Linked DNA regions of Oryctolagus cuniculus: regions 1 and 2 are each linked to region 3. The links are chromatin contacts, called in public Micro-C maps. All regions are on one chromosome and are shown on one strand. The core of a region is the stretch at or near the end of the contact, and the rest is flanking DNA. Distances in the headings are between cores, read along the strand shown. Region 1 holds the start of ACAP2 (ArfGAP with coiled-coil, ankyrin repeat and PH domains 2). Region 2 holds the start of LOC100338504 (large ribosomal subunit protein eL32). Region 3 holds the start of XXYLT1 (xyloside xylosyltransferase 1).

What was found. A called contact is a pair of places that touch in the nucleus more often than the background predicts.
Region 1: a contact with region 3 is called in a Micro-C map of ear pinna, with 5 times the contacts expected there. The contact joins the promoter of ACAP2 here to the promoter of XXYLT1 in region 3. A contact is called at or near these places in 2 of 6 Hi-C or Micro-C datasets (ear pinna and psoas muscle).
Region 2: a Micro-C map of ear pinna shows a contact between it and region 3, with 5 times the contacts expected there. The contact joins the promoter of LOC100338504 here to the promoter of XXYLT1 in region 3. A contact is called at or near these places in 4 of 6 Hi-C or Micro-C datasets (ear pinna, embryonic fibroblasts, skin fibroblasts and 1 more).

The regions. Positions count from the first base shown.
Region 1 is chr4:84,151,294-84,155,867 of mOryCun1.1, reverse strand. ACAP2 (ArfGAP with coiled-coil, ankyrin repeat and PH domains 2) reads right to left here and starts at 2,466. Exons shown (of 23, transcript NM_001082174.1): 1 at 2,408-2,466. The coding sequence starts at 2,460. LOC108177995 (a long non-coding RNA gene) reads left to right here and starts at 2,995. Exons shown (of 4, transcript XR_011387985.1): 1 at 2,995-3,529.
Region 2 is chr4:84,093,836-84,098,121 of mOryCun1.1, reverse strand. LOC100338504 (large ribosomal subunit protein eL32) reads left to right here and starts at 2,601. Exons shown (of 1, transcript XM_051818932.2): 1 at 2,601-4,286. The coding sequence starts at 4,230. It overlaps PPP1R2 (protein phosphatase 1 regulatory inhibitor subunit 2), which reads right to left. Exons shown (of 6, transcript NM_001082744.2): 5 at 2,434-2,601.
Region 3 is chr4:84,314,026-84,318,639 of mOryCun1.1, reverse strand. It overlaps XXYLT1 (xyloside xylosyltransferase 1), which reads right to left and starts at 2,778. Exons shown (of 4, transcript XM_008266698.4): 1 at 2,242-2,778. The coding sequence starts at 2,745.

The DNA of each region.
Region 1 (4,574 bases), core at 1,217-3,716, 160 kb after region 3:
AGCTGGCTGCTCCACTTGTGATTCAGCTTCCTGCTAATGAGCTTGGGAAGGCAGTGGATGATGGTCCAAGTACTTGGGCCCCTGTAATGCATACAGAGTTTCTGGCTTTCACCTGGCCCAGTCCTGGCTGTTGTAATTGTTTGGGGAGTGAACCAGCAGGTGGAAAGTATCCATCTCTCCTTTTCTGCTGCTTTGCATTTCAAATAAATAAATCTGTTTGAAAAATCTCTACTATCTTGGGGTTAGCATGGTGCGAAGCCCCCACTTGCAATGCTGGCATCCCATTTCAGAGTCCTGGTTCAAGTCTCAGCTGCTCTGCTTCTGATCCAGCTCCCTAATAATGCACCTGATAAAGCAGCAGAAGATGGCCCAAGTACTAGGGCCCTTGCCACCCACAAAAGAGATCCAGATGGAGTTCCAAGCTCCCGGCTTTGTCCTGGCCCAGCTCCAGCCATTGTGGCCACTTGGAGAGTGACCCAGTGGATGGGAAGAGCTTTCTTTCAGTCTCTCGCTTTCTGTCACTCTGCCTTTCAAATAAAATATAATAAACCTTTCAAAAAACCTAATCTTAATTAAAATAAATTTTACATTCAAGTTTAACAGTTCATTATAACCTAATCAGTATCCTTCTCTCGTCTTATACTCAATAATTCATTTATTTCAAAAACAAAGACATCACATGGTTTGCAACCAACACCATGGTTAGAACTATTTCCAAATCACTTCACTCAACTTCTTTTTTGAAGAACCAAACTTAAAAGGTAAAACAAAGAGCACAGTTACATTCCCTAAGAGAAAAATGCTGTGATCACTTAAAATAGCTGAGTCATATTAAAAAAACTTACAAAAAGCATAACTTTCTAAGGTACACTTTAAAAAATACTTCATTTGACACACTGCCCTGAAAACTAACCTGAAAAGCTGTCCTACACAATCCAAGCTGTTTGTCTTAAGTCCTTCAATTCATGCAGAGACTAAAACTTTCAAAAGCGAATGACAACAACAGCAAGTCCAAGTGTTGTTTTCTGTAGGCAACAGCCCTAAGCTCCAAAGAAAATGAACACCCCAAAATCATCAAAGGCAGAAAGTGTTGTTATATCTTCTTTAAACTGTTAAGAGTTCCTTAGTTTTACAATTCTTTTTCTTAAACTTTTCACCGGAAGGAGAATGAACAGTCAGGATGGGAAGTTCGCTTCCAGGCAGACGGCACTAGGACTTAGAATTCAGGCTGAGAGATCAGCGGGAACACACGTATGAGGGCACTTTAAAAAGTTCGTGGGAAAAAGGAATTAAAATAAGCTTGCGTGCAAAACTGGACATCTATGCATAGTGTTTTCAGGATACACTTTGTCTATAAGTTCTTAAAGACCCCGCTACATCCAAGCACAGAGGAAACTTTCAGGAAATGCCACTATCGTAAGTTTTATGCCTCCACCCCCCCCCCCTTTTTTTAAGACCTTAGGCCAGCCCTGTAAACACACGATAAAAACACAACCTAGACAAACTCCACTCTGCAAAGCAATTCACGAGTTTGCTAGAACGCTCCGGAGGGAAAGAGCCTCCCTAGCCCGCCTCCGGCCGGCAGCCTCTCCCGCGGGTGACCGGAATGCCACCACGGCAGGGTAAGTGACAGGTCCCCTCGCGCACCGCCCGCGGTCGAGGCCCTCCCGGACCCGGCAGCGGGAAAGCAATGCAAACGCAGCCTTCGGGGCCCTCCTACTTCCGTTCTCAAAGCAGAAACGCACGCTTGGTTTCTCCTCGTCCTCACCCCGAAGCCCTGCACCCCTGGGCAGCAGTGCCTCTTCGGAGAGCTCGAGTGGACAGAAAAGCGGACGGTCGCCGATCAGGGCGCCAGGACTCCCACAGGAACCGGCCGCCGGCGCCCTCCGGAGAGCGAAGCAGCTCAAGCCCGCGTCCCACCTCGCTCCCCACGGCCCCCGCCCGCGGGTAAGAGGAGCGGAAAAGCGCAAAGAGGAACTAAGTGAGGGGCGAGAGAATGCCCTGAGAGCTCCGTGCAAGGCGGTGGGGAGGGGTGGAAGCCGAGAGGGAGCGGAAGGAAGAGGAGAGGAAGAGCAGCGGGCGGAGGAAGGGGCCAGGGCGCGCGCCCGCGAGGGGCCGAGACTTCGGGAACGCGGGCGCTCCGCCCCGGGCAGAGGGCGAGGAAGAGAGGGTGAGGGGGTGCAGGGGTGCGGGGGTAAGGAGGCGGCGGCCCGCTGCCGGCCACGCCTGGCCCCTCGGGAAAGGTCGGTCGGGGGCTGCAGTGCCCTCGTCGGGGCACGCTCGCCCGTCGGAAGACAAGGACTGCCCGGCCCTCCGCCCGCTCCGCGGGCCGGCTCTCACGCCCCCACCGCTGGGGAGGCCGCTCCCGGGCGACGCCGGCCGGGCGCCGGGCGGCCGTGCTGGCTACCTGAAGCGGGGTGAGTCCTTCAGACACTCCTCGAAATCCACCGTCATCTTCATCCTGCCTCCGCCTCGCCTAGCGCGCGGCGACGGAAGAGCCGAGGGGCCGCGGGAGCGGCCACGCTGGGGACCCGGACGGCTTCGGCGGGAGCTCGGCCGCTACGAGCGCTGCGCGGGACTGCGGAGGGCGCCTCGGCCGCTGGTCATAGCAGCAGCGAAGACAGCGACGGCTCTTCAGGCCCCAGTCCGGCCCCTCTTCCTCCCGCCCCCAGCAGAGCGCTGGCCTCAGGGAAACGGCCCCGGAGTGACAGCCGCGGCCAGCCAGCCACGAACCCGGCGGCCAATGGGCGGGGCTTCCGGCAGCACCGCCTGCGGGCGCTCCGGCAACACACCTGAGCGACGGTTGCCCGGACCAATGAAGAGCGCGACCGTGGGCACCTCCTTGCCACAACCGCTCCCGACGGCCAACCGAGATGCGCAGGCGTCGTTAGGCGGGACGCATCGGTTGCTGGGAGGCCTGCAGCCGAGGCTCCTTGGGAAGGAAGTCACGTGACTGCGCCCCGCGCTTCCCTCGGAGCCTCCGCCTCTTCTCCTGCTTTCCCAGCCCCGCCCTGCTGAGCTGCCAACGCTGAGGAGCCGCCTCCTGCAGGTCTGAGGAGGCAGATTTGCTCTTCAAAGCAGCTTTGGCAAAAATCTGAAGGGGTGAGGGGTAAAAATTATAAAGGAAGAGACTGGCTAAACCACGACTTTCAGTTCAGAGAAACTGAGGCCAAGAGAGGAGAGGGGGCAACTTTAATGATAAAAGTCATATTTCACGTCCTGGTTCCATCGATTAATAATCTGGAAACTGCTCCCCCGTACTTCCTGCAAGAGCTGGCGTTTGGGATGGGCGTGGAAAGAGCAGAAGGAGGCACACAGCTGCGAGGGGCAGGGCGTCTCTGTGGAGGAACTGTTCCCAGAGCCGCAGCAGACGGCTCTCTCCTCGCTGACTCCTCTCTCCGTGCCCTGAGGCCCGTCTGAAGACCGGGCTTCATGTGCCCCGCCGTGCAACACCTGCCCCTTTGCTCCACACTTTTTCCAGAAGCACTTTAACGTATTCATGAGCTGATTCTCAACTTGACTCCACAAGGCAAGTGTTTACCATACTCCCTAATTGTAAGATGCCATTGGTAGCAAAAAGGGCAATGAATTCATTACCCTTAAATATATTTTTTAAACGAACTTGAAAGTCATAGGCGCTTCTTAAGAGTGTCTATGTAGGGTGTTCTGACAGCATAATGGCTCTGAGAATCTGGGAGCAAACTTTTTCCATTTACTTCCTAGGTTTGTGGCTTTAAAATTAAGATAACACCACTATTCCAATAGAGTTGTCAAGTTAACAGAGTGCCACATAGTAATAATTCAGTGACTGTTGGTTATTGTAACTGGCCGCTTTCTTCTTCAGTAATCAAGGACTAAGTTTCAGCACTTACACTTTTACTGTCTAAACTCTTAACCTTTTGACCATCTGGTTAAGTATAGCATGATGACATAGTTTTTCATAGCCTATGTTTATCTCAATCTCTTTAGCACCTTTAGAAAGTAACAGTAGAATTTTCAGACATTTCAAAGCATATACAAGCATTCTGTATGCTTCCTCTTTGGTTATAAATTTATTTTTGTTCTTTTAATTAAATTGCATATCCCTCAGGCAGGCACTGCAGCACAGCAGGTTAAGCTGCTGCTTGGGACGCCCACATCCCATATTGGAATGCCTGAGATCAGCCCCGCCTCCACTTCCAATCCAGCTCCCTGCTCATGTGTTCCCTGGGTGATTGCAGGTGATGGTTCAAATACATGGGCCTCTTCCACACACATGGGAGACCCCGCTGGAGTTCCTGGCTCCTGGCTTCAGCCTGGTCCAGCTCCAACTGTTGTAATTTAGGGAGTGAATCACTGGATAGAACTCTTTCTATCCCCCACCCCCACCCGGCCCCTTCAAATAAGCATGAACTTTAGGGGCCAGGACTGTGGCAGAGTGAGTAAAGCCACTGCCTGCGACACTGACATCCCATATGGGTGCTGGTTTTAGTACTGGCAATTCCCTGCTAATGGCAGAGGATGGCCCAAGTATCTGGGACCCTGCCACCCATGTGGGAGACCAGAAGAAGCGCCTGGCTCCTGGCTTCAGTCTG
Region 2 (4,286 bases), core at 1,352-3,851, 220 kb after region 3:
GATTTTATAAAAATGCGATAGAAAAGGTGGGAATGGGGAAGAGGAGGCTAGGAAAGAGACTGCCAATGCTGAAAAGGTAATAGGTTCTATAGGACATGGAGATTTTAAAATCTTGTAGTTTTAAGGGCTTAAAAAGGGTAGCTAATAAATAAGAAACTTACTTCCCTCAGCCTAATTATGTTGTTTTTCCTACCCTTGTAGATTTCTTTATGATACTAAGTAGGAAATACTCCTATGGTAGGAGTACATCTCTACTGAAGAAAAATCAGGCACTGAGTGAATACAAATTTTAATCATCTAACTTACAAAGAAAAATATAGATAAGTATTGTGCAAGATTTAATGTCTTACAGGCAGAGATGGACAAAAGGCCACAGTTATATTTTAAAAGTCATGGCTTGGGGCCGGCGCCGTGGCTCACTTGGTTAATCCTCCGCCTGCGGCGCCAGCATCCCATTTGGGTGCCGGGTTCTAGTCCTGGCTGCTCCTCTTCCAGTCCAGCTCTCTGCTGTGGCCCGGGAAGGCAGTGGAGGATGGCCCAAGTGCTTGGGCCCTGCACCCCATGGGAGACCAGGAGGAAGCACCTGGCTCCTGGCTTCGGATCGGCGCAGCCAGCCGGCCTTAGCGGCCATTTGGGGGGGTGAACCAACAGAAGGAAGACCTTTCTCTCTGTCTCTCTCTCTCTCACTGTCTAGCTCTCCCTGTCAAATTGAAAAAAAAAAAAAAAAAAAAAAAAAGGTCATGGCTTAAAAAATGGAAAAGAGGGGCCTGAGTTGTGGCGCAGCAGGCAAAGCTGCAGCCTGCAGTACTGGCATTACATCTGGGCACTGGTTTGATTCCTGGGTGCTCTACTTGCAATCCAGCTCCCTGTTAATGTGCCTGGGAAAGCAGTAGAAGATGGCCGAAGTTCTTGGGCCCCTGCCACCTAAAAGTGGGAGACCTGAATGAAACTCCTGGTTCCTGACTTCAGTCTGGCCCAGCTCTGGCCATTGTGACCATTTGGGAAGCAACAGGGCAATGAAGATTCTCTCTGTAACTCTGCCTTTCAAATAAATACATCAATCTTTTTTAAAAAAGAAATTGAAAAGAAAGGACAGGACAGGACAGGACTGGACAGGAAAGCACTGGTGCAGGTGTAAATTTCCAGCAGCAAGAGGGGTATTCATAGTCTTACCATTGTCACTAAGAGTTAATGTCGGAAGTCTGAATAGAAATTGATGAAAAGTTGAAACTATTCACTTGAATACACCAAAAGAAACCATAAGGACACGGGTAAAATAGAAAACAAAGACTCCAAGGCAGTTATATGGGAGATATAGGTCATCTAAAAATGGATTATATATTTTTAAAAGGCAGACAGACATGTAATAACTACTACTTAACATGAATAACCAAAAATATTATAATCTGACACTATTATGAGTCAGTGACTCACCAGTTTGTATCACAGAATTACTCATATTTCATACTATGCTCACCAGGACAATAACATGATAGTTTACTTTCCTAAGACTTAACCATTCTCAGCGTCATAAATAAAGTAAGTTGCACCACCAACGAAAAGCATCAGTGTTTAAATATGAAGAGTAGGTAATAAGCTTAAAAAGTCATTAGTGGTAAAGAAGATTCACCTTCAGAATAGTAAATAAGTAAAATCTACTTCCTATGACTGGGAAAGAGTCGCTACAAAGGGCTGGTTTTCAAAAGACTTAAAAAAAATCACATAGACTGCCAATCCAACAGCCAAGAGAATTAACATTGGAAAGATATGACATGCTCTCCAACTAAAGGGATGTAAAAGAAATCTTTCACATTAAATATCTGTTGCTGGGATGGACACCAATGTAGCAAAGACATCTGCATCCCATATCAGAGTGCCTGGGTTTGATTCACCACTCGGCCTCCTTATTCCCCACTAACATAGACCCTGGGAGGCAATGATGATGGTTCAATTAACTGGGTTCCTGCCACCCATATTGGAGACTTGGAAGGAATGCCTGGCTTTGGCCTGGCACAGTCTTGGCCCTTGTGGGCATTTGTGGAATAAATCTGTGGATGGGAGCTTTCTGTCTCTTACATAAATAAAAAATGAAAACAAAAACTCCATCATGTTTCTTTTAAAAATTTTAAGTTTTCATTAGCTCATTATGACAAAATATGACCTGAAAACATTTAAAACAAACTACAATTTAAAGATGACAGATATCCTTGTCCAAAGCCAAGTAGATCATAAAACAAAGCCACATACTATAACATATGGTCTTAAGTTAACAAATACTCTTTAAAAACTTTTTTGAAATTTGCCACAGGAGTTGAAATTTTAGAAACATTCAGCATCACAATAAAATATGAGTTTTCTCCTGCAATTTTAAATCAAATTATATCTAAGACGGAGAGGATCAAAAGTCTCAGTGATACTTTCAAAACATCAAACCTTGATTTGATTCTTCTGTATTCATGCTTTCTCCATCTGCAGTCTCTGACATTTCTTCATCTTCCTCATCATCATGTAGGTCTTTCGAAATTAACTGTCTAGCTAATTTAATATTTAGTCCTTCATTGTAGTGAAGCTTCCTTTTCATTTCAAATTGTCGCTTTTTTTCTGTAAGATACCAAAAAAACAAGCTCAGAAAGTCTCAGCTCAAGAGACTAAGTTTTACTGGGAAAGTCATGTTTGTTTTCATCATGTTTAATGCTGTTTTTGTGCTCAATGGCAGAGTTAAGTAGTTTGCAAAAACACTGCAGACAACAAAATCTAAAATATTACTACCTGGTGCTTTACAGAAAAGTTTGCTAACTGCTGCTTTAAATTGTTCAAGTGTATCTCAAGAGAAGACAGGAGTAAGAGTTGTTAACGCCCTGGCCTGGGGCGTCAGCATCCCACACGGATGCCAGTTCTAGTCCCGGCTGCTCCACTTGCAATCCAGCTCTCTGCTATGGCCTGGGATAGCAGTGGAGGATGGCCCAGGTACTTGGGCCCCTGCACCCACATGGGAGAACCGGAGGAGGCTCCTGGCTTCGGATCGGTGCAGTTCTGGCCGTTGCAGCCAATTGGGAGTGAATCATAAGAAGGAAGACCTCTCTCTCTCTCTCTCCTCTCTCCTCTCTCTCTCTCTGTGTAACTCTGACTCTCAAGTGAAAAATAAATAAATCTTTAAAAAAAAAGAATTATATTTGAGATAGAATTTAAATATATTTCCTCATCAGGAGTTGAATGGGGGAAAAAAAGCATGTTATAATACCATATACATATTATGTACAAAGCCTGTACACATACATATACAAGCACATATGCAAAATACTAAACAACAATTAACAGTGGTTAATTCTAGGTCAAGAACTATATCATAGTTTTAATATATAAACAGGAGGTCGGTGCCATGGTGCAGCGGGTTAAGCCCTGGCCTGAAGCACTGGCATCCCATATGGGCGCTGGTTCTAGTCCCAGCTGCTCCTCTTCTGATCCAGCTATGGCCTGGGAAAGCAGTAGAGGATGGCCCAAGTCTTGCACCTGAGTGGGAGACCCAGAAGAAGCTCCTGGCTCCGGATCAGCCCAGCTACAGCCATTGCGGCCATCTGGGGAGTGAACCATCAGATGGAAGACATCTCTCTCTCTCTTTCTCTCTCTGCCTCTTCTCTCTCTGTGTAACTCTGACTTTCAAATAAATAAATAAATTCATATATATATATATATAAAAAAACAGGAAACATTCTCTCATGTACATAGCAGACTTATATAATTTTTAAGTAGTGACAAGTGGGGCTTGTATTGTGGTGGAGAGGGTTAAGCTGTTGCCTGTGACACCAGCATCCCATATGGGTCCCGGCTGCTCCACTTCTGATTCAGCTCCCTAATAATGTATCTGGGAAAGCAAGGGAAGATCTTGATAGAGTTCTAGAATCCTGGCTTTGGCCATGCCCAGTTCAAGCTTTCATAGCCATTTGGGGAATAAACAAGCAGATGGAAGATTCTAACTCTGCCTTTCAAATAGCAAATAAATAACTAAAGTGACAAAGCACTGAGTTATAATTCCTTATTTGCAAAGATCTCTGATTTCCAATAAAAAGCTGATCTCATAGAAGCAGAGAGTACAACAGTGGTTACCAGAGCCTGGGGGTGGTTTGAGAATGTTTGGAGGTAAGATGGAGAGAGTTGGTTAACAGGTATAGGTGTGGGTTTCATTTCAGAAAAAATTTCGAGTTTTCTGCGTAGTACTAAGGGCAGGCACCATGGCCGCCCTCAGACCCCTGGTGAAGCCCAAGATCGTCAAAAAGAGGACCAAGAAG
Region 3 (4,614 bases), core at 1,529-4,028:
TGTGGGCTCCTTGGGCCACTCCCGGGAGGGGAGAGTACTGGAAGATGGGCAAGACTTGGAAATGAAGAGAGACAGAGACCCCTGAGGGTGGGGAGGACAGAAGCAGACGCATGACAGCCAGAAAGCACTGGGGCTGCTGCAAGAGCTGTGCCTACCGCTCAGGGTAAGGGGAGGGGAGAGTCCTGGCAATGGCCAGGAGCAGGCCCAGGCTGAAGGTGATAAGCTGACAATGCTGGTGTTCAGGTGGTGCCTGGCGACCTGGTCAAATCCCAGATACGGCCAAGGGCACCCACTGGTCTCCCCTAGACTGTCGAAGAATTTCTCAAACACTAGGTAGGATCCTAAGCTTTACCTTGGACTGGCTGCCAGGCCCCACCTCCTGAGATTCCAATTAGCTCAATGGGAATGGGCTCTAGGCTGAAAAACCCCAGGTCAGACATTGGAACCAGGCTCCCCAGCCACGAGCTCCGGGACCTGGATTCTCAGACTTCTACAGCACAAAGTTCAGACCGTTCCCTGACCATGGGGAGTGCTCCTAACAGGTTCATCTGTCCACAGGCAGCTAAGGGGCTGCCTTCCTCCTCCCGAGGTGTTTTAACTCCCTGCCAGTTCTCCCTGGGAGCAAACTGTCCTCTGGGCCTATCAGGAAAGAGAAAAATACTCTCCTAAAAAGGGCAACTGTGACACAAAGGGAAAAACACTGACATGGGATATTATGGGGGAGAGCAGGAATGGAGGGCTATGGAGGGCTGGACACGGACCATCCCCAGAATCTAGAGGCATTCTCAGGGGAGGTGAAAGCTAAGAGTAGCAAGGGCCCAAGATGAAGGGAGGAACACCCCAGACAGAGCACAGCCCATGCAAAGGTGTATTTAAGATGTAAGGTGCAGGGGCCGGCGCTGTGGCACAGCGGGTTAAGCCCTGGCCTGAAACGCCAGCATCCCATATGGGCGCCAGTTCTAATCCCAGCTGCTCCTCTTCTGATCCAGCTCTCTGCTATGGCCTGGGAAAGCAGTAGAAGATGACCTAAGTCCTTGGACCCCCGCACCTACGTGGGAGACCTGGAAGAAGCTCCTGGCTCCTGGCTTTAGATCAGCACAGCTTCAGCCATTGTGGCCAATTGGGGAGTGAACCAGCAGATGAAAGACCTCTCTCTCTGTCTCTCTGCCTCTCCTTCTCTGTGTAACTGTGACTGTCAAATAAAATAAATAAGTCTTAAAAAAAAAAAAAGATGATAGGTGCATGCAGAGGAAGGAGAAGAGACAAAGCCAGATGGAGGGTCAGGCTCACAACACAGACAGCCCTACCAAGAAATTGAGGTTTGACTCCGCAGGCCACAAGGAGCCACGGCAGGCCGTGGGACGCTGCAGAATCCTAGCAGTGGCTCCCTTGAGCTACCCACCTGGCCAAATCACTGGCACCACCTTCCCCCACTCACATCAGCCTCCATTCTTTATGCCCACCTTCCACTCCTATCCAAAAATTCGACCTTAGATCCCCTCTGTGTAACTTTTAGGTCAAAAGGAGGCAACCATCTGATGGAGGCAATTCACACGAGTCTCAGCCAAGCAGAGCCAGGCACATGAGCTGACCTGAGGGCCCAGCCCAGGACAAGGTGGCCAGCTCTGCTCTCCCAGCTCATCATACTGCGACCTCTCAGAGCTTCTTCTGGCTTAGCTGGAGGAAGCGGCGCTTTCTCTGAATGGATTCATGACCCTTAAAGGGCAGGAGAGGGCACCAGAGAGGAAATGAGACAGTTCGCACGAGGTGTGGCCAGACCCGACTGAGATACCTTAGGAGCCTCACCAAGGCCATGCGGAGCTGAACGTGACGGGCTAACAGCTGGTGCCCTCAAATGGTCAGTTCCGTCCTCAGAAGGGCATAATACGAGGAGCAGACTCCGAAGGCGCCACTGAACCCTGCCACGCCGCCCAGTGGGGGCGTGTTCACGCTCCCGGGGCAGCGCTTCACGTGGGAGAGGAAAGCAAGGCGGCCTACGAACCCCTCACTCCCCTCCTGCACCAGCCAAGCGCGTCTGGCCCCGGACACGCCCCCCGGACGAGGCCTCCAGCAGGCTACATTTAGAGCTGGGCTGCGGGCATTGGGCTACCGGCGTTGGAAGTGCGGAGGGCGACGAAGCCCCTTCCGCTGTTGCCCGCAGCTGTTCCAGGAGCGCGCAGCATGGTATCCAGGACGGGCGTGGGCCACCCGCCAGGAGCCCCCAGCTGTGGCCCCGCTCACCTTGCACTTGAAGCCGGCGGCGGGCGGCAGTAGCTCCCGCAGCAGGCCCTTGGCCACCTCGCGACTGGCCTCCTCGCTCACGAAGTGCAGGTTAAGTACCTCGTGTGCCTCGAACTTGGCGAGGCGCAGCAGCGAGCGCAGCGCAACGCGGGCCTTGGACTGCAGCGCAGCATTGTGCTCCGCCTTGGTGAACATCATCAGCAGGTGGTAGTCCACCGGCCCGGCCCCGCCGCCCTCCAGGCTCTTGGCCTTGGCGCCCGCTGCCGGCGCCACAGAGCCGCGCGCCAGCTCCGGCGCAGGCGGCGAGGGCGCGGCGGGGGCCCCGGCGCGGGCTTCCTTCAGCCTCTTGGTGGCGCTGGAGAAGGTCTCCCGACCCGAGCCCAGGTAGTAGAAGGCACAGACGGCGAGCGCCGCGGCCAGCAGCAGCGCGCAGTAGTGGGAGCGCACAGCGCCCAAGCGCGCCATGGCCCGAGCGCATGGGGACCCGCCTAGGAGAAGACCCATGCGCCACAAGCAGGCGGCCCCAGCAGCCGGGAATGGGTCGTGGAGACCAGCAACCCCGCAGCCTCTTAGGGGCCGCGGCGGCAGGCGGCGGCCATTGTGGAGGCGGGGTCGAGCCGCCCACAGCCAATGGCGGGTGCTGGTGCGCGGAGAGGCGGGGTCGGGGCGTACCCGGAAGCCCCTGGGTCCTAGGTTCAGAGGGATTGGAAGCCGGAGGGTTGGCGGGTAGGCTGAGAAGTGGCGCTGCGATGTGCCCAGCACCGGAGGCTACACGCCTACTCTGGGCCTGAAAGGAACCTTTGGTTAGCACTCTCCCGGATGCAGTAAGAGGGAGAAGTTTTGTCTCCTGAACCCTGCGTCTTTCCTGGTTTCCTGGAAGCTTTACACATCGTGAATGGGGCTAGGGGATTTAAGCTAGCACGGTCCTAGTAGTGCGGTGGAAATTGCCTCCCCAGCCAGCGGCAGAGGGGGCTGCCTGCAGGGGGACCTCGCGGTCATTCTCAGAGCCCTCGCCGAGTAACGCCTGAGATCTGTTCCTTTGTGGTTTTCAGACCGACCTCAACACTTTACAAAGGGCCTTAACCGAGGCTCAGTAACTTGCCCACACACAGCCAACGGCAGTTTGGACCCTCGAGCTGGACACGGCCAACCGGAAACTCATTAATTTCGATCTTCTTTAAATTGATGATATACGATAGTGTTGAATTAACCATGGACAAGTAGTTTGCATGTCTGAAAGAAGTCAAAGTGCATGGACGAATACACAGACTGATCTCTTACCAGTTTGTGATGCCATGTCATTACTTCTCAAAGTGTGAGTGAAACCCACCTTTCCCAGAACTACAATTCATCTATTAAACTTCACTGTATTTGAAAGTGAGAGATCAGCCTTCCAGCGGTCAGTTCACTCCCCAAATGCCCGTAACACCCAGAGCAGAGCTGAAGCCAGGAGCCAGAAACTCTCCATCCACCCAACCAAGTACTTGACATGGCCTGCTGTCTCCCAGGGTGCACAGTAACAGGAAGCTGGATCAGAAGTCTTAGGTGGGACTGGATCACAGGCATCCCAGGCAGCCACTTAAGCCACAATGCCAGTCTCGCATCTCATTCTTAACACTTGCTCCTTTCAGTTGCAGCAGCTGAAACAGGCCTAACAAGTTCAATACGTACAACTCATTTTGAAAAAAACCAGTAACAGACAACACTATGAGGTAGAAGTATTTTATATTCAAGGAAATGCAGACTTAATTACCCAAGTCTAATCAGCACCTAAGGGAGCCATAATCTCATTCCAAGTCTTACTGCTTCCCCAGACCCAAGCTTTTTAAAACCAGTTACTCCAGCCCTGTTTCAGCACCCAACTCTGGTTAAGAGAGCAAGCTCTGGAGTGGACAGTCCAGGCTGGAACATGAGCTATGCCACTCTAAGTTGTTAGGCTTAGGCAAGGCCCTGAACTGCAATTACACCATATGTAAAATGGATCTAATACTAGTGTTTGCCTCAAAGGGTTATGAGAAAAAGGATGAAAAGCATTACAAGGGGCAGGCATTGTGCTGAGGCTGAAGCTGCCGCCTACAATGCTAACATCCCATTTGAGTGCCGGTTGGAGCCCTGCCACCTCCACTTCCAATCCTCCTACCCGCTAAAGTGCCTGGGAAAGCAGAAGATAGCTCCAGTGCTCCTGCCCCTGCACCCACATGGGAGACCCAGATGGCGTTCCAAGAAGCCATCTGGGGAGTGAACCAGTGGATTGGAGATTTCTTTGTGTTTCTCCCTAACTCTGCATTTTCAAATAAATAAATCATTTTTAAAAAATTGTAACTGTGGTTAATGCTTCAGAAATAATAAACGATGCTACAGACACCAAACCTT